Linked DNA regions of Mus musculus: all the other regions are linked to region 3. A link is a contact called in public Hi-C data. All regions are on one chromosome and are shown on one strand. Each heading gives the region's core, a stretch centred on a gene start, on an enhancer-like site or on the middle of the called end of the contact. The rest is flanking DNA. Distances are from core to core; before and after follow the strand shown. Region 1 overlaps Rftn1 (raftlin lipid raft linker 1). Region 2 holds the start of AY702103 (cDNA sequence AY702103). Region 3 overlaps Rftn1 (raftlin lipid raft linker 1).

Evidence for each region. A called contact is a pair of places that touch in the nucleus more often than the background predicts.
Region 1: a contact with region 3 is called in a Hi-C map of bone marrow-derived macrophages, with 1.7 times the contacts expected there. The contact joins two enhancer-like sites. A contact is called at or near these places in 2 of 484 Hi-C or Micro-C datasets (bone marrow-derived macrophages and liver) and 4 of 115 datasets of contacts at active chromatin or transcription factors (bone marrow-derived dendritic cells, embryonic fibroblasts, embryonic stem cells and 1 more).
Region 2: a Hi-C map of bone marrow-derived macrophages shows a contact between it and region 3, with 27 read pairs. The contact joins the promoter of AY702103 here to the enhancer-like site in region 3. A contact is called at or near these places in 6 of 39 promoter capture datasets (the C10 cell line, cranial neural crest, embryonic stem cells and 3 more), 11 of 484 Hi-C or Micro-C datasets (B cells, adipose-derived mesenchymal stem cells, bone marrow-derived DN2 thymocytes and 7 more), 1 of 115 datasets of contacts at active chromatin or transcription factors (embryonic stem cells) and 1 of 9 other capture datasets (embryonic stem cells).

Annotation. Positions count from the first base shown.
Region 1 is chr17:50,024,014-50,027,133 of GRCm38.p6, reverse strand. The region is part of intron 7 of Rftn1 (raftlin lipid raft linker 1); the gene reads left to right. Among named protein-coding and RNA genes, the nearest start is that of Gm52302, 8.9 kb to the left of the region's middle. Within about 2 kb of position 1,868, at least 98 of the 459 cell types and tissues checked have an H3K27ac peak or open chromatin away from gene starts, as enhancers often do. A contact at or near this core is called in bone marrow-derived macrophages, where this site is marked.
Region 2 is chr17:50,237,717-50,240,824 of GRCm38.p6, reverse strand. It overlaps AY702103 (cDNA sequence AY702103), which reads right to left and starts at 1,617. Exons shown (of 2, transcript NR_131975.1): 1 at 1-1,617.
Region 3 is chr17:50,109,825-50,112,524 of GRCm38.p6, reverse strand. The region is part of intron 2 of Rftn1 (raftlin lipid raft linker 1); the gene reads left to right. Among named protein-coding and RNA genes, the nearest start is that of Gm52302, 77 kb to the right of the region's middle. Within about 2 kb of position 1,269, at least 29 of the 459 cell types and tissues checked have an H3K27ac peak or open chromatin away from gene starts, as enhancers often do. A contact at or near this core is called in adipose-derived mesenchymal stem cells and bone marrow-derived macrophages, where this site is marked.

The sequences.
Region 1 (3,120 bases), core at 619-3,118, 86 kb after region 3:
ATGTGGGTTCAGGGGATTCAAAGTCAGACAGACCTTCGTGCTTGCCCAGCAAGCACCTTCACCTGCTTGAGCCTTTTCTCCAGCCTCAATTTTAAAAACTGGTACTTGGGGTTTGAGAAATGGCTCAGTGGTTAAGGAGCACTGCTCTTGAAGAGGACCTGAGTCCAGTTCTCAGCACCCGTGTCAGGCAGTTTATGACTGCCTGTAACAGCTGCACCAGGGCATCCCACATTCTCTGGCCTTCACCAGGATTTGCACACACCCCTACCACACATATACAGACACACACATTTAAAAATAAAATCTTTAAATAGAACCATTATGTACGCCCTGAATGGCAGGAAGGTGAGTATCAGTTTCTCAGGAGGAAACAGAGCAAGCAGTGGATGTTGTGAGCACCCACACCCACCGTGAGATTCATTGTAAGGCCTTGGCTTTAGCTAACATCCATTTAAATCCTTGAATATGGAGACTCAGCCAGAGGTGCAGTTCAAAGCCCAAGAATAATGGGTGGTCCAGGCCCCAGGCTCTGAGAACCAGCAGCTATAGCTGCAGCGGTTGGGTGGGCAGGTGGAAGGGTTCCGTCTTCACCACAAATCAGACACACAAAGTGAACTCTCAAGACAGCGTGTGTTAGGGTGGCCTCGCTCTCCAGCTGCCCTCGTGTGTTTGAGATTAAAAAGGTAGGAAATGATTCTGTAAGACCTTGAATTTACTTTTTAACACCTGACTTTATGTGTCCATTTATTTTATGCTCCATGTGTATGTGTGGGTGTGTACATACTGTGGCACACCTGTGGAAGTCAGAGGACATCTGGAAGGAGTCTGTCCTCTCCTTTCATTATGTATGCTCCAGGGAACAAACTCAGGTTGCCCTGCTTAGCAGCAAGCACATTTTACCCACTAAGCCATCATACCAACCTTCTATAAACAGACAGGCAGGTAGACAGGCAGGCAGACAGACAGGCAGACAGGCAGGCACACGTGTATACACACACACACACACACACACACACACACACACACACACACCTAAGCTGAGTTCTCTAACTAGGGCCTCGCAAGGTTCTACCAGGACCCTGTGCCTTCCTAGAGGCCTTGGTTAAAGAGTACATTCATAAACTCACTCTGAGTTTGACCAATCCCTTATGCTATAGGACTGACTGCATTCCTTACTAGCAGTCAGCTTGAGTATAGCCATATTGCAGTATTGGATATTGCTAGTCACATGGCCATAGTGTGGTTTGGCTGCAGCTTGTCCTCCTGAGGGCTTTGCACTGCCAGCTTGGTCCCCAGTGTGACAATGTGGAAAGATGACTCCACAGTTAAGAAGTGGGCCTATGGCTAGGTAGTCAGTCATATGTGTCATTGAGAGTCCCCTCTGTACCCTCAGTTCCCTGGTTCTTTTGATCTGCAGTGGAAGAATTCAGATAAGCCGTTGGGCTTATTATAGGTGATAGGTTCTGTGGCATGGTAAAGCAAGGCACTCTCAAAGCTTGGGACTGAACAGTGGCCAGAGGGACTATTGCACTGTGTACTCTATGTAAATTTTATACTTCTAGCTTCTACAACAGGCTGCTTTTCCTGGAAGCCTTGCTTCTTCCTTTCTCTCTCTCTCTCTCTCTCTCTCTCTCTCTCTCTCTCTCTCTCTCTTTCTTTCTTTTTTGTCTAGGTGATTGACAGACCCATTTGGATTCTGTTATGGGTGGGGCACAATGTTTTTGTTCTTTACCAGAAAGCTTCCTCCTGCCAGATAATCATCTTATGACCTTCTGGCAAATTCAGAATGCCACGTCTCCACCCAGGGCTGGAGATCACATTCTTGAGAGCAGCCTTCCGTCTAGAAGTTTCGGTTCCTGCTTCTACAAACTGCTGATGATGACAGAGGGTCCGCCCTCCCATCCCCCAGGCCTGGTGATATCTGATCAGCTCCTTAACAATGGAGACCACACTCTTGATTCTTAGAAGGTGTTACTGGGGAAGCTGTCTAGGCTCTCCCACAATAGTATGTTGAGGTTGTGTCTTGGGAAAAGAATTGAAGAAGATTTAGAGGAGGGCTTAAAGTATACATTTATTTAAATGGAGAGTAAGACCGTTCAGTGCACCGTCAGACTGGGAGTGAGCTCCAGCAAGCCTGTGGCTTAAGAGATCCTGAAGGGCCGGGCGTGGTGGCACACACCTTTAATCCCAGCACTCAGAAGGCAGAGGCAGGCGGATTTCTGAGTTCAAGGCCAGCCTGGTCTACAGAGTGAGTTCCAGGACAGCCAGAGCTATACAGAGAAACCCTGTCTCAGAGAGAGAGAGAGAGAGAGAGAGAGAGAGAGAGAGAGAGAGAGATCCTGAGGGTTCTTAGGGAGTTTCCAGAGGATTTTTACTGTTGTGGGGAGGGGTAATCCCTGAATGGGGTGGGCCTTTCTTTATCTGTCGGAGGGAAGTTGCATGATCAGGGGCAGTTCAGAGGAATGACTTGGTTTCTGGGTCCCTGAGTTGCTCTCCTTATGACTTATACTCATGTCTGTCTGTCCCTATCCTTTCTGACTGAAAGAGACTAATGGTGTCTCCCCGAGGGCGGGCGTTCATTCTTGGTGAGAAGAGGTTGTTATTCACTGAATTGAATCCACATCCGTAGGCTGCCTGCATGGGACAGGTTCCCTTTCTGTCTCTCAGCCATATTGTGATGCAGGCTGAGTGGCCCTTACTAGAGGCTTAAACAAAGCTGTCAGATCTTGGATTATCAGGATCCAAAAGTATGAGCTAAAAATCACCTTTAGGGATAGAGTGACAGTGGTTAAGAGCACCGGCTGCTCTTCCAGAGGACCCAGGTTCAATTCCCAGCACCCATATGGTAGTTCACAACCATCTGTAATTCTAGTTCCAAGGGATCTGATGAACTTGCTGGCTTCTTTGGCTTCGGACATACATGTGGTACACAGACATACATACAGGCAAAACAGCATGCATATAAAATTAAATAAGATTTAAAATTTTAAATGCATACTTTCATAAATTGTTAGAAACAAAGAATAATCTTTGTGTTGTACAAAGGAACACATGGACAGTGCAGAAATCAACTCAGCAAGGCGATGGGTCTTTCCTGCAGAATGCGTGCATTGGAACCCA
Region 2 (3,108 bases), core at 368-2,867, 130 kb before region 3:
CTTATCACTGGGCCAGTCTCTGCCCACAATGCAGTGTGTGGTGCATAGGGAAGTCACATTGTCCTTCTAAACACTTTGGGTGCCTCAGATGGCCAATTGTTGTCATTAGATGGACTCCCTCTCAGGAATTTGAGCTGGCGGGTAGAGGGAGCAGTCTGCATATACTAGAAGCCATTTTTGTCCTCACTTCCTCTTCTGAACTTTTCTGAAAAAGCTCTCCCAGGAAATCATCTCTAGAATCCCAGCAGGTCGGAGAGGGAGTCAGAGGCTGTGGGAAATGGCAAAGCTACAGACCTGTTTGTGTTGGAAAGATGTAGGATTTTGAGGTCTCTGAGAAGCAAGCTCCATCTTTTTGCCTCACCCAAAAGGCATCTTCTTGTAGGAATGAAGGCCCATTGGGAAATATTCTTGCAGGTGGCCCCATCATTCAAGGATCACTGCTTCTGAGCTTCCATATTTGTCTCTGGGTTTTCAGAACTTGTCTCTGAGTTTTCAGGCAGGACCACTGTGTGGTCCACAGCAATTCCTTGACAAGTGCCCACAGGCACCTTAATGGCATTGTAATGGCTCCACTTGCTGCTTGAGTGGTTTTCAGTATACCCTCTAGCTGCTGTTTTCCTGGGGAGACTAGCTGGGGACTTGGTGAGTCACTTCTTGGCTGTCTGACATAGCAACTGTCCACCCGTGTCTCGGAGACAGCCTCTAGATCTTTGCCCAGGGAACCCTCTGGGATCCTGTACAGATCTCTCAGAGATCTTCCTGCAATGTTTGTCAGATCCTTGCAAAGGTCCTTCCAAATCTGGAATATGGCTGGACCCATTGATGAGACAGGCGCTCCTGTGGAGGCTCCTGGGTGGCTTTTATCTGCCAGTGTTGAGGAAGATGGAGCTTCAGGATTAACTTCTGCATGACCCATCTCTGGGAGTTGGTTCTCAGACTTTACCAGATGATATCTGGATCTTGTAGGGCCAGTGGCCCTGGTTGTTGGCCTTTGTGCTTGGATGAGAAGGTGTTCAGGGCCTTGGAACTCAGGAACCATCCAGCTCTGAGGTGTGACAGTGTCCCAAGGGAAGGGTTTCTGGAGACACGGGGGCCCAGGAACCACACATCTTTGAGAGGAAGTCTCCTTCCTCATTGGAGGCTTCCCAGCTCCAGGGAAGGATGTCCCCAGCTGAGCTCAGGAGCCTCAAGCCTACTCCTTCTCTTCCTTTCTTGTCTTCATTGCTTCTTGTCTTCTTCCAATGAGAGAAGAACATGACAGCAGAGCTCATGAAAGGCATTCATTGGTGTGTCCACAGTATGGAAGAATGCATCCTGGAATATTAGTGCCTATGGTTTCAGGAGAGTGCAGAGAGCACTTGCTAATTGGACAAAGTCCAGTGCTTGTATAGGTGTTCTTAGGGCATGGACCTTTCTAGAGTAAGATTTCCAGAGTGAGGATGGCTGGCATCTCAATTTCTGAGCCTGAGGGAGCTCAGGGATTGGTGAGTTTACCTGTTCAGGGATTGGTGGGTTTTGATGTCCAGGGATAGGTGAGTTTCTGTGGGAAGTTCAGGGTTTGGTGGATTTTCCTATTCAGGAATTGGTGGCTTTTATTCAGGCTTTTCACCTAGAATTAGCATAACGTGGGTGGGGCCTGTTGACATGCTGGAGATGACCCTTCTGACAGTTATGACAGTTAGTGGGGTTCTGGGGGAGGGGCCTGGCTGCTGGAGAGCCTCAGTCTCAGCCAGGACCATTTTCTGAGTTGAGGTTTACAAACTTTATAAAGTGTACAGAGTTTACAAAATATATAGAGTTTGCAAAGGGAGTCCAGGGCAGGAAAGCCATTCCTGGCACTTGAGTGGCCTGCATATCTAACCCAGGTGTTGTCATGAACCCCTTTTTAAAGTGTTGTTCCAGCTGCTCTCAGAGCTCTGGGTAATCTTGACAACATTCCCTTCTCTTGACAAGAAAGAACACCTGTCCTGGAAAGATGATTTGCTGGTAGAGGACACAGTCTTGAAGCTAGATTCTGAGGACCTGGAGGCAGGGATATCTGCAGCCAGCAGGACCTTGGAGGCACCGTCTTGAACAAACACACTAGTGGTACAGTCCTACCACTGACATTGGTAGCTGAGTCACAGTGAGCTGTGCACAGACCTACATCTTCTAGATCCTGGAGAATCGTTCTAGAATTGGACTACCCTTTGCAGGAAGTCTAAATCTCTCAGATGTCCCTTGCTAATTTGAGAGCTTGCCATCTCCCTGGCTTCCATGTTGAGTGCCCAGTCACAGGGCTCCTGCTGCTTTGCTTCCTCCAGTCCCCAGTACCTCTACTACTTGGTGACTGGGATACCATGCTGCTCTCCCAAACTGACAGCCCACGGCAGAGATCTCCAAAGGCCACACCCTCTCGCTCCTGGGTCTTATACACACCCTTGGCTTTGGCAAACAGGACGATGAGACCACATTTGCTGGCAATTGGCAGCTGAAGGACGACACCCTGAAAGAAGATGTGTTGTCTGTTCCACCACGGTCCCCACAGTTCCACATCATCTCTCCAGCTTTAAGGAGACCCCACCTTCCCTGCTGTGGCTTTCCAAAGCATCCAGAAGCACGCTTGCCGGCCCAGGAGTGTCCCAAATGGTGGGATAAAGTAGAGGAAGCATTTTAGCGCTTCTTACTGCTACATCAGTAATTCTTGACACCCAACCCCCTTTCAGATTCTCTCTTCCTCCTCCCTCTCAGCAACACACAAGGAAGGCGTGTGTCTCAGCTGGCAGGCTGCTTGCACAATACACACCGGAAGCTCTGGGTTCCACCCCAGCACCTTGTACAGAAGAGTGTGGTGGAGCACACCTATGTGGTCCCAGTCCTGGAGGCAGAAGGGTCAGAAGTTCAAGGTCAGTTTCAGCTATACAAGGATTTCAAAGTCAGCCTGGGTTACTAAGATCCTACCTTTAAAAAAAAATCAAATAAAAAAATACATGACAGTCACGATGGTTCACAGGGTGACCATGCTTGCCTCAAGTCAAGTGACCTGATCTCTGGGACCCAAGTGGGGGAAGGGGAGAACCAACTCTAACAAGGCGTCTTCTAACATCCACGAGTTGTCCTACACACACA
Region 3 (2,700 bases), core at 20-2,519:
GAGGATCTTGTAATAATTAGCTGATGTATCTTTCAAGTTTGCCATCAAGAACTGTAATAACGTGTGCGTTCATGGCATGTGTGTGTCTGTGTGTATGTGTCTCTGTGTGTGTGTGTGTGTGTGTGTGTGTGTGTGTGTGTGTGTGTGTGTGTGTCTGTATTTCTGTGTGTTTGTCTGTATGTACCTGTGTGTTGTTTCATCTTTGTCACTTTGAGATGAAGCCTTGAAATTAATTTAAAAGGCAATCCATTATCCTTGCCAGGCCCAGCCTCTCAGCTGGAGTGACTTACCATCTACCGAGTCTTCCATAACATCTTTCTAGTGCTACATCAGTAGGGTTTTGGTTGTTTTTTTTTTAAATAGAGCATGTATCTCTCTGAGCCATGAATTTCTTGGTTCTTATTAGATATTACAGTTGGAGCTATGGATCCAAAGTCTGAAACTTTCTGTGTAACAGTCTGTAATATACAGAGCTTCTTGGTTTCCAGCTGTCTAGCTGACGGGCCTGGAGTTGTGAGGATTTGAGAATGGAAGGATATTTGAGTGGTTGAGACTTGGCTGGTATGCCATTCCTTACCAACCCTCCCCTCTCCCTCCCACTTCTCTACCCCACTCCCTCCTTCCCTTTCTTCACTTTTAGAAGCTTGGATTTTTAAATGGAAATCTGAATTTAAAGAACCTTCTAATGAAAGTCTTAACTTGTTCCAGAAATTTCAAAATGACACCTATTGCAGCCAAGGGCCACAAATAGTGTTTAAAAAATTGAATTCTTATTTCTTCTGTGCACATTGAAAAAGCTTCACATTGAGAAATGATTGATTTTAGTGTTTCACCAAATTGGATCTACTACAAAGCTCGGGCAGATTGATGTTATAGAAATAGCAGTCTTAAAGGAATTTATATATTTAAAAAGGCTTCGGGTGAACAGTGTGATTATCAGCTTTACCTGTGAGAGAAATTGCTAGGGGTGGTGGCTTCTCCCTCACACCAGGCTCTTTGGTATTGACAGATCCATTAGCGAGTGTAATTAGAAAAGCAAAGTCAGACTTGGAATAATTAGGTTAAAGTCACAAATGATGGCTGGACAGAATAATAGGTGTCGTTCCTGCTGCTGCGTGAAGGGGCCAAGGGAAGGGAGCAGGGCTGTGTGTCGAGATTTCCTTTCTGTGTTGGAGAGCTTAGTGGATTGTTCCGAACAACCAGGGCATTGCTTAAGTTCCTCTGAAGATGTCTGAAGAGCTTCATTTCCAGGGGGGAAATGGGCTGCAGAATGTTTGGCTAAACAAAAACACAGTCATAACAAAAGCAGAGTCGACTGTGTCCCAGGAGTGTTGAGAAATATGTGGTTTTGTGGGTTAGGATTGCACATGTTTTCATTCCTTTTCTTAACTCTTGGAAGGATGGTGAATTTATTTATAAGGAAAGCATTGCTTATTTTAAGAGACCTTCCGTCCATTGAACAGCTCTAAATACTTTTCATCAGAGACGTGATGTGAGAAAAGACTAATCTTGGCAATCACTCAGGGAAACACTGGCTTTCCAACGGGATTTGAGTATAACTATGTGGTTCTAAGCTTTCTTCCTATGGGTGAAGAACAGGAAGGACTTGAGAGACAGGTATATCAGCCACGGGTGTCCGTGATGCTCCGTGAGAGTAGCCAGATAGGCTTCCCTTGGCATCCTTGCCGTGCCCTGTCCTCACTGATGGGCATACTGAGTGTCAGCGGTGTGGGGATAGAAGCAAGAAAGGAGGAAGGGCATCCATAGCCTACATTGTCAAATGCCCCAGCCAGACTCTCAAGCCCATCACGTCTCGACTTTTGAGTCATAGGGGTTGAAAATTCAAAGGTCAGTATTATGATTTGTGACTTCTCAAATGAACTGGAAATTCTGGGAAATGGGTGCAGCTGGAAATCTGAGATTGTTCTATTAATAAGCAAACCCCACCATGACTCAGAAGGATAAACAGTATATATTTTTCTCATATAAGTGGAATCTGGAGAAAGAGAAGGAGGGAGGGAGGGAGGGAGGGAGGGAGGGAGGGAGGGAGGGAGGAGGAGGAGGAGGAGGAGGAGGAGGAGAAGAGGAAGAGGAAGAGGAAGAAGAAGAAGAAGAAGAAGAAGAAGAAGAAGAAGAAGAAGAAGAAGAAGAAGAAGAAGAAGAAGAAGAAGGAGAGAGATTTACATGAAAATAGAAAGGGACTGTGTGTGAAAGGAGAAGGGAGAGTCCAAAGGAAGGGCGGAAGCAGAACAAATGGTAGATAGAAGGAAATATTTGGGGAATGGAAGAGGACCAGGGAGTAAGGGGATGGAGAAGGACCAGAGAGAGAGGGGATGAGGGAGGGCAGTGTGGGGGTGAGTAAGACCATCTATGTATTGGTGGCTCCTTTGAGCAACCCAGAACTTGGGCAACTGAGATAGAAGGACCACCATAAATTCACCGTTAGCCTTGGGGTACATAGTAAGGCTGGGGCCAGCTTGAGCCACACAGTGCAAGATTTTTTAGTACATGTTAAAATCTCAAAGCTGAGGCTCTGCTCCTGCAAACGTGAAAAACCAGCAGGAATCAGCCTGTGCTATGCTGTAAGGTACCTAGAAGAGAGGGGACATGCCGATGTTCAGCTTAGATCAGGTCCCGTCTTACAAGTTGCCTGCTCGTGTCCTGAATCATTTATTCCAGGCTGAAGTTGGGGTCTTGTTA